Linked DNA regions of Zea mays: region 1 is linked to region 2. The links are chromatin contacts, called in public Hi-C maps. All regions are on one chromosome and are shown on one strand. Each heading gives the region's core, a stretch centred on a gene start, on an enhancer-like site or on the middle of the called end of the contact. The rest is flanking DNA. Distances are from core to core; before and after follow the strand shown.

Region 1 (3,297 bases), core at 367-2,866, 130 kb after region 2:
TTTAGCTTTTTTAAAGAATTTTTAACAACTCCAATAAAACGTTTTGGGAACACATCTTTAGTGTCCTTTTGGAGTTGCTCCTCTTGCTCCTAAATAAACGGGACAATTGTGGCAGTGTCCCATTTTAGAGTATAACCGTAGATTTATCTTTGATTTTTAGACTTTGCGTATTTACCTTTGTTTTTTTTTTCAAAACAAATTATTGTATACTCCTATTCCATTAGTTATACTTAACACTATTAATAAAAAGACAAGAAATATTGGACCAGTACCTCTATTTTAGAGTGTAATTGTAGTTTTGTCCTATTTTTATACTTCACATGTTTTTATGACAATTCAAATTAATTTCCAACATTTTAAATTATTTTGACAACAATTTAAAATATTTTACAATAATTTAAATTAGCTCCAAGATAAAAAGATTTTGATCAACAATTTAAAATATTTTTGACAAAATAATTTGAGTTCAAATTATTGGAAAATAATTTGAATTGTTGTCTAAAATATTTTTAAAATTATGAAAATATTTCAAATTACTGTAAAATAATTTGAATTATTGCAAAAATAATTTGGATTGTCATAAAACCATGAAAATCTAAAAATAGGGGGTAAAACTATAATTATATTTCAAATTAGAGGCAATGACGCAATTTTTTCTTGTCTATTTTATTAAGACATAACATTATTAAGTACAACTAATGGAGTAGGGACATACAATAGTTTTGTTTTGAAAAACAGGAGCAAATATGTAAAGTCTAAAAAATATGAGTAATTCTGCAGTTACATGTTAAAATAAGAGCACCAGGCGTAATTATCCCTAAATAAACCGCCATCATGGTTAATTTCTGATCGGCACATGTAGGGATGGCAACGGGGAATTATCCGTCGGGGAATAGCTCCTCATCCCCGTCTCCGCGATGAAAAAACTTCCCCGCGGGGGTCCCTCAAACATTTGCGGGTAACATTTTTTCCCCATCCCCATTCCCGCGGGGATAAATCCCCAACTGGAATCCCCATCCCTGTTTAAATTATAATCAAGACATACGTTCTTTGCTATTAATGTTAAACATTGTCACTTATACACATTGTCAGATATAAGAAATCATTATGCATACATCAAAATGAACACATTTGTACAATTAGTGGTCTCTTGACAAGGTAATTATTTATTTTTGTCGTTAACTAGTACACAAAATCATAGTCACATGCAAGTTTAACGGGTCCCCGCGGAGATCGGAGATGGGGATTGCTTCCTCGTCCCTATCCCTATTTACCCATTGGAGGATACATTTTTCCTGTTTATATCATCGCGAAGAAAGTTTTTTCTCTATTCACATCCTCTAATGGAGGAATTCCCCACGGGGATCGGACCCATTGCCATCGCGCATGATTGCATATCAGCCCCCACGTCGCCGTCCGACGCGTCCGTCGTCTCCGCCAGCTCGCCGGCGTTGCATTGCAGGGCTTGCTGGAGCGTGGAACAAATAGCCCATTTATTTAGTCCTTCATGGTTGGCCCAATTCGGCCCACAACCACACGCTCCCATTCCATGCCATCCGGTCCCTTGTGGCCTTCTCCTCGCCCGCTCGTTCCCACCACTCTGCTCTGCTCTCCTCACTAGTCTGCTCTCCCCAAACCCCACAGAACCCTACCGTCCCCGCCGCGCCGCCATGGCCGCCGCCGGCCGGCCGTGGCGCGTGATACCGCGTCCTCTACTGGAGACCGTACTTCACAACTATGCGCTCCACCCGCGCGTGCCACAGCCGCTCCTTTTCCACGGGCCACGCGGCGTCGGCAAGTCCACGCTACTCCTCCACCGTCTCCTCCCGCGGTGGTCCGACCAGCCCCACGCCGTCGCATTCATCAACTTCCTCCACCCCTCGCCGAGTTCTCCCGCCGCAGCCCCGTGGTCCCTTCTCCCCGCCGACCCAGCGTCTCCCCACTCGCTGCACGACCTCCGCCTTCGCCTCGAGTCCGCGCTTGAGGGCCTCGCCCGCGCCGCCGTCCTCTGCGGTGCTGTGGGCTCTAAGGACGTGCTCGCCGCGCTCTCCCGCAACCACGGCGTCAGTACCGCGCTCTCCCGCCTCTTGATCCCCCCGGCCACACGCTCCTCGGCCACCTCTGTGCCAGCCCGCCGCTCTTCGTCGACCTCCGTTCCGGCGCTCTGGTCGAGGGCCGTGCTCGCCGCGGTGCACAGGGACGACACCGCGTTCTGCATTGGCGAGGGGGAGGCGACTAGCTGCTCCATGGAGGAGAAGGCATACATGCAGGAGGCAATGGCAGCCTTGCGAGTGGCTAAGGAGGTGCTTGGGATGCAGGAGGGGTGGAGGAAGGAGGCAATTAGGGAGATGAACAGAACTGGGCGATTCTCGCGCTCATTGGCCAATTCGGCTACTGACTGGCCGTGCCTGTTGCTGGATGTTCTGTCACGTGCGGCAGAGGAGGAATTCTTCCAGGTAGATCTGATGTTATTTCAGTTGGGTTTGTGGTGGCTTTGTGGCAGGGTTAGTGTAACTTGACATTATTGTCTTGATGCTGCTGTCGTTTTTGTACAGCCAAAGCTGATCCTGAACAATGTGGATGTGTTGAGGAAGGCAATTTGTGAGGATGAGACGATGGTGCCTGCAGCGATGTACCATGATAGCTTCATTTGGAGGGTGATTGCACTTGGCGCCAATGAAAAGTGCTTGCCAGTTATTATGTCGACTTCAGATGGGTGAGTTCTCGTACTCCTTTTCTTGCATTGTGCATGTTCTGTTGGTCATTTCTAGTGTTTCTAAGAGCCTATAGGCAATAGAACTTGAGTTTAGAGCATAATCATGTTCACATGTGAGGTACAAGCAGAAAGCATGACTGTTTGAGAAAAGTAATCTGGTGGAAACATAGAGATTGGAAGGGCAAAAGATTTGCAACAGGATTATTGTTTAGTTAACTTTGAATTTTTGACCTTCTGTGGTTTTCTTTGGGAACATAAACTTGCTGTAGAGATGCCTTGTTTTCTTATTAAAGTGCGAGTAAATCTATTATAGGTTTGACTAAATGAGTTTATGAAAATCATGCCTACACATCTTGTGTAGTGTTAGGATCTTGCCAATTTATCATACACAATTAGGAAAGGTTCAAAAAAGTGCTTAAGCACAATTAACCGTGATTAAGCGTTTTTTTTGCATATAATGTAAAAAATCCAATTATATATCTAAAAGATGGGTTGGTCTTACAACAATAATTCCTTGCCTCTTGTCCTCTTCCTTTCTCCACAACAGTTGAACCTGCACCAAAAACAGCAAAGCAATGAGT
Region 2 (3,128 bases), core at 357-2,856:
TCACCAAGAACTATATTTGCAACACTCTGGATTCTTTGGGATGTTCCCATACAGGTTCCACCAAACTTGTGCACAGACCACATATCACCTTTTGGAAGATAAGTATTGACTTCATCTTGTTCAACTGAAACAGATGCTGCAAACAAAAGGCAGATATGTAAACAAAAGTGATAAATCTTTGATAGCTATAAGTTCAGGGTGAGGAAAGACTAGCATTTTCATGAAGAGTCAAGTTAATATTGGATTCTGCTAAGAATAAGACATTCAAACATTGGATGATGGAAGGTAGAACTACCAGCAGCTGGTCTGAGCAAATTTGTTGAGCGATGTATGTCCAAACTTCCTTGAGACGAACCTATCCTGAACCATAAATCAATAGAGAAAAAAGGAATATTAAGGTCTTTTTTGCAAGGCCATGCAAAGCAGAAATGGTAAAGGAGGACATGATCAATGAATAATTTATTAGTGGACAAGCACAACAGAACCCTCAGCCCAAAACACTACCTTAGGGATCCTCCCAGATATTGGTCTTGACTTAATTCGTACTTCCAACATTGTAAAACCGCTTCCCTGTAAATCAGCATAACATTGAAATAATCCATAAAATGGTTGAAAGGGTGGCAGATTATAATCGGATATGATGCAGTTTTCCTTTAAGGAATATAATATTAGATGGGGCAAACTCCTGTAAATCTTGCAAGGAAAAAAGAGTAACAGAAGAGTGCAGACTGTCAAATCCAACAACGTATGATGCAAGTTTTGTTCATCCATGCGCCCCATTTTTGTGGGAGGCTAACAGTAGAAGCAGATAATTCTAAATACATAGCTCATGGTTCATAACTTTCCATTTAAATGTCACGCAGATCAAATTCATCATGAATTTTCCATTTAGTATTTCCCTTGAGGGGCCAACCAAGGCCAACTCGAATAGCACCGAATGGCATCAAATTTCTGATACGCCAATGAAATGCATAAGAGAACTAGTATAGCAACGGGTGGTTGGATAGAAGGTACACAGAAACTGCAACTCAACGACGCTCCCAAGAGCCAGTTTACTAATCCCAACAAATCAGGAAGAGCAGTAACTCGTGATTGAGTTCAGCAGCACCAACAACAGGAGACCATATCCATCAGATTCTCAACATTGGAAGCCCCAAATTAGGCATGAAAAAACCCATCCCCACCCCCAAGGAAGAGGAAGCCGAAACCAACTGCAGCCACGACTCTCTCACTAGTATTCGCCGCCTGATACATTCGCCTCCTCTGGCGTTCGAAGTCCCCCAAGCGATCAGAAGCAAGGCCGCTACCATGACGGCTGAAACCCACTACACCAACTTGCAATGCGATCGCGAAATCTAGAGTGGGAGCCACTCCAACCACGCACGGCCTACTAGACTCACCGAAATAACCTGTTTGGAGGCGGCAAATGTGGGGGAGATGGCCGGTGAGCCTGTCCTTACCTGCTAGAAGAGGACGCGCGCGGCCGCCGCCGAGCTGTGGCCACGGCGGGAGGAAGCGCTCTTGCTACGGTTAGGCTCTGCATCTCGCTCGCCGAGAGCCGAGAGAGGAGAGGAACGGAATGCACGGTCGCAACGCAAGTTCGCAGCAGAAAGGGACGGCTAGATGCCAAAAACCCTTCTTTAACCCCCACAGGGCCGCTGCCTGCTGCGGCAGTGCGCCCAGCTTTTGACGTCGTCGATCGGCAAATTTGGTTTCTGTAGTTTCAATGCTCAATGCTGCCAAGCACGTGTCACATCGGTGTTTGAATATCTATGATAAGCATTATTAGTATAATGCTCGCAATAATATACAATCAGCCAAAAGATTTAAAAATGTATGAGTTGAAATGGAGTCTAACCTCATTTTTTATAACTCGTTTGGTTGCTCGTTCTTCTTCATCTATTCTAGTGGGGTAATACTATATGGGTGCACTGCGCTGCGTGTGGCTTCTTATCATATTGGGTTTCGATGGTTTCTCACGGCTCGTGGGGTAACAACCTACTTAGGGTTTATTCAGTTATTGGTGGATTAAGGGAGATTGGAGGTGATTAAATACTTCTCTATTCAGTTGTGAATAGAAAGTGATTTAATCCCTCTCAATCTCCTTGCAACTGAACATGGTCTAATGGGGTTTGGGTCGTTTTTACAGCCTATCTATGGGTAACGACTCATTAGTAAGGAAAATAGATCTATGCGCTTGACGGTGAAACGATTTTTAAAGCCTAATTCATTCATAACTAGCAAAAGTTTATTGTAGCATCGCATGAGTGAATCATGCAATAATTAGGTTCAATAGGTTTGTCTTATTGTTTAGTTCTCATCTGTATAATTAGTTTTGTAATTAGACTATATTTAGTTACTTCTGACTAGCATCCAAACATTCGATATCACATATACTAAACTTTAGCGCGGGAAAATTAACAGGGCCTTAAACTAGGTAACCGTGTATACAGAGTTTCATCCCTGTGAAAATCTACGATCTACTATGAAACTATCTATATATCTCTCATCTTAATTGCATTGTCATGTCACCAAATGTGATGATGTGTCACCGTATTTAATGAGTATGAAACTCCCATCGAGAATGTCCTAAGGTGTCGTTTGGATCTTTCATTTTAATAGAATTGGAATTTACTTAATAGAGTAGGTTATTTGGTTTAGAATTTAACATTTCAACACTTTCCAAAGTTTAGATTTAAGTCTATACCAAATTCATAGAATGAGCGGTAGAAATTGATTTTATGTATCGCTACTCTTTCCTTTTCTGCAATTTATAACACGCTCTTTACATCGCTCTCCTATATTAGAAATGGTGTACATAAATATCTTCCCTATATAGCTAATAGTAGTATACAAATATATTTGGTATAAAATTATATTAGTTTAATTGATCTATATCTAAATTATAATTATTAGAATAGAATTCAATTCCAAGGATCTAAACGAGATCTAAGGTTTATTTTGGTTTTGGGCCCTGTCTAGATTCTTATGGGTTTTAAGAGGATGTTTGGCATAGTTATGCTCTAGAACTGGTAGAGCACCTATATTCCGGAGTATAATTTGTTTTCTAGTGGCGGGTAAATACCTTCAGAGTCCATATTTATGTTTCCTTTTAAGAATTTTAAAGC

What was found. A called contact is a pair of places that touch in the nucleus more often than the background predicts.
Region 1: a contact with region 2 is called in a Hi-C map of tassel, with 5 times the contacts expected there. The contact joins the promoter of LOC100381764 here to the promoter of LOC100280067 in region 2. A contact is called at or near these places in 15 of 25 Hi-C or Micro-C datasets (ear, endosperm, leaf and 5 more).

The regions. Positions count from the first base shown.
Region 1 is chr7:84,603,509-84,606,805 of Zm-B73-REFERENCE-NAM-5.0, forward strand. It overlaps LOC100381764, which reads left to right and starts at 1,617. Exons shown (of 12, transcript NM_001361313.1): 1 at 1,617-2,456; 2 at 2,556-2,716. The coding sequence starts at 1,671.
Region 2 is chr7:84,472,887-84,476,014 of Zm-B73-REFERENCE-NAM-5.0, forward strand. It overlaps LOC100280067, which reads right to left and starts at 1,607. Exons shown (of 19, transcript NM_001361016.1): 1 at 1,461-1,607; 2 at 505-570; 3 at 296-360; 4 at 1-136. The coding sequence starts at 1,543.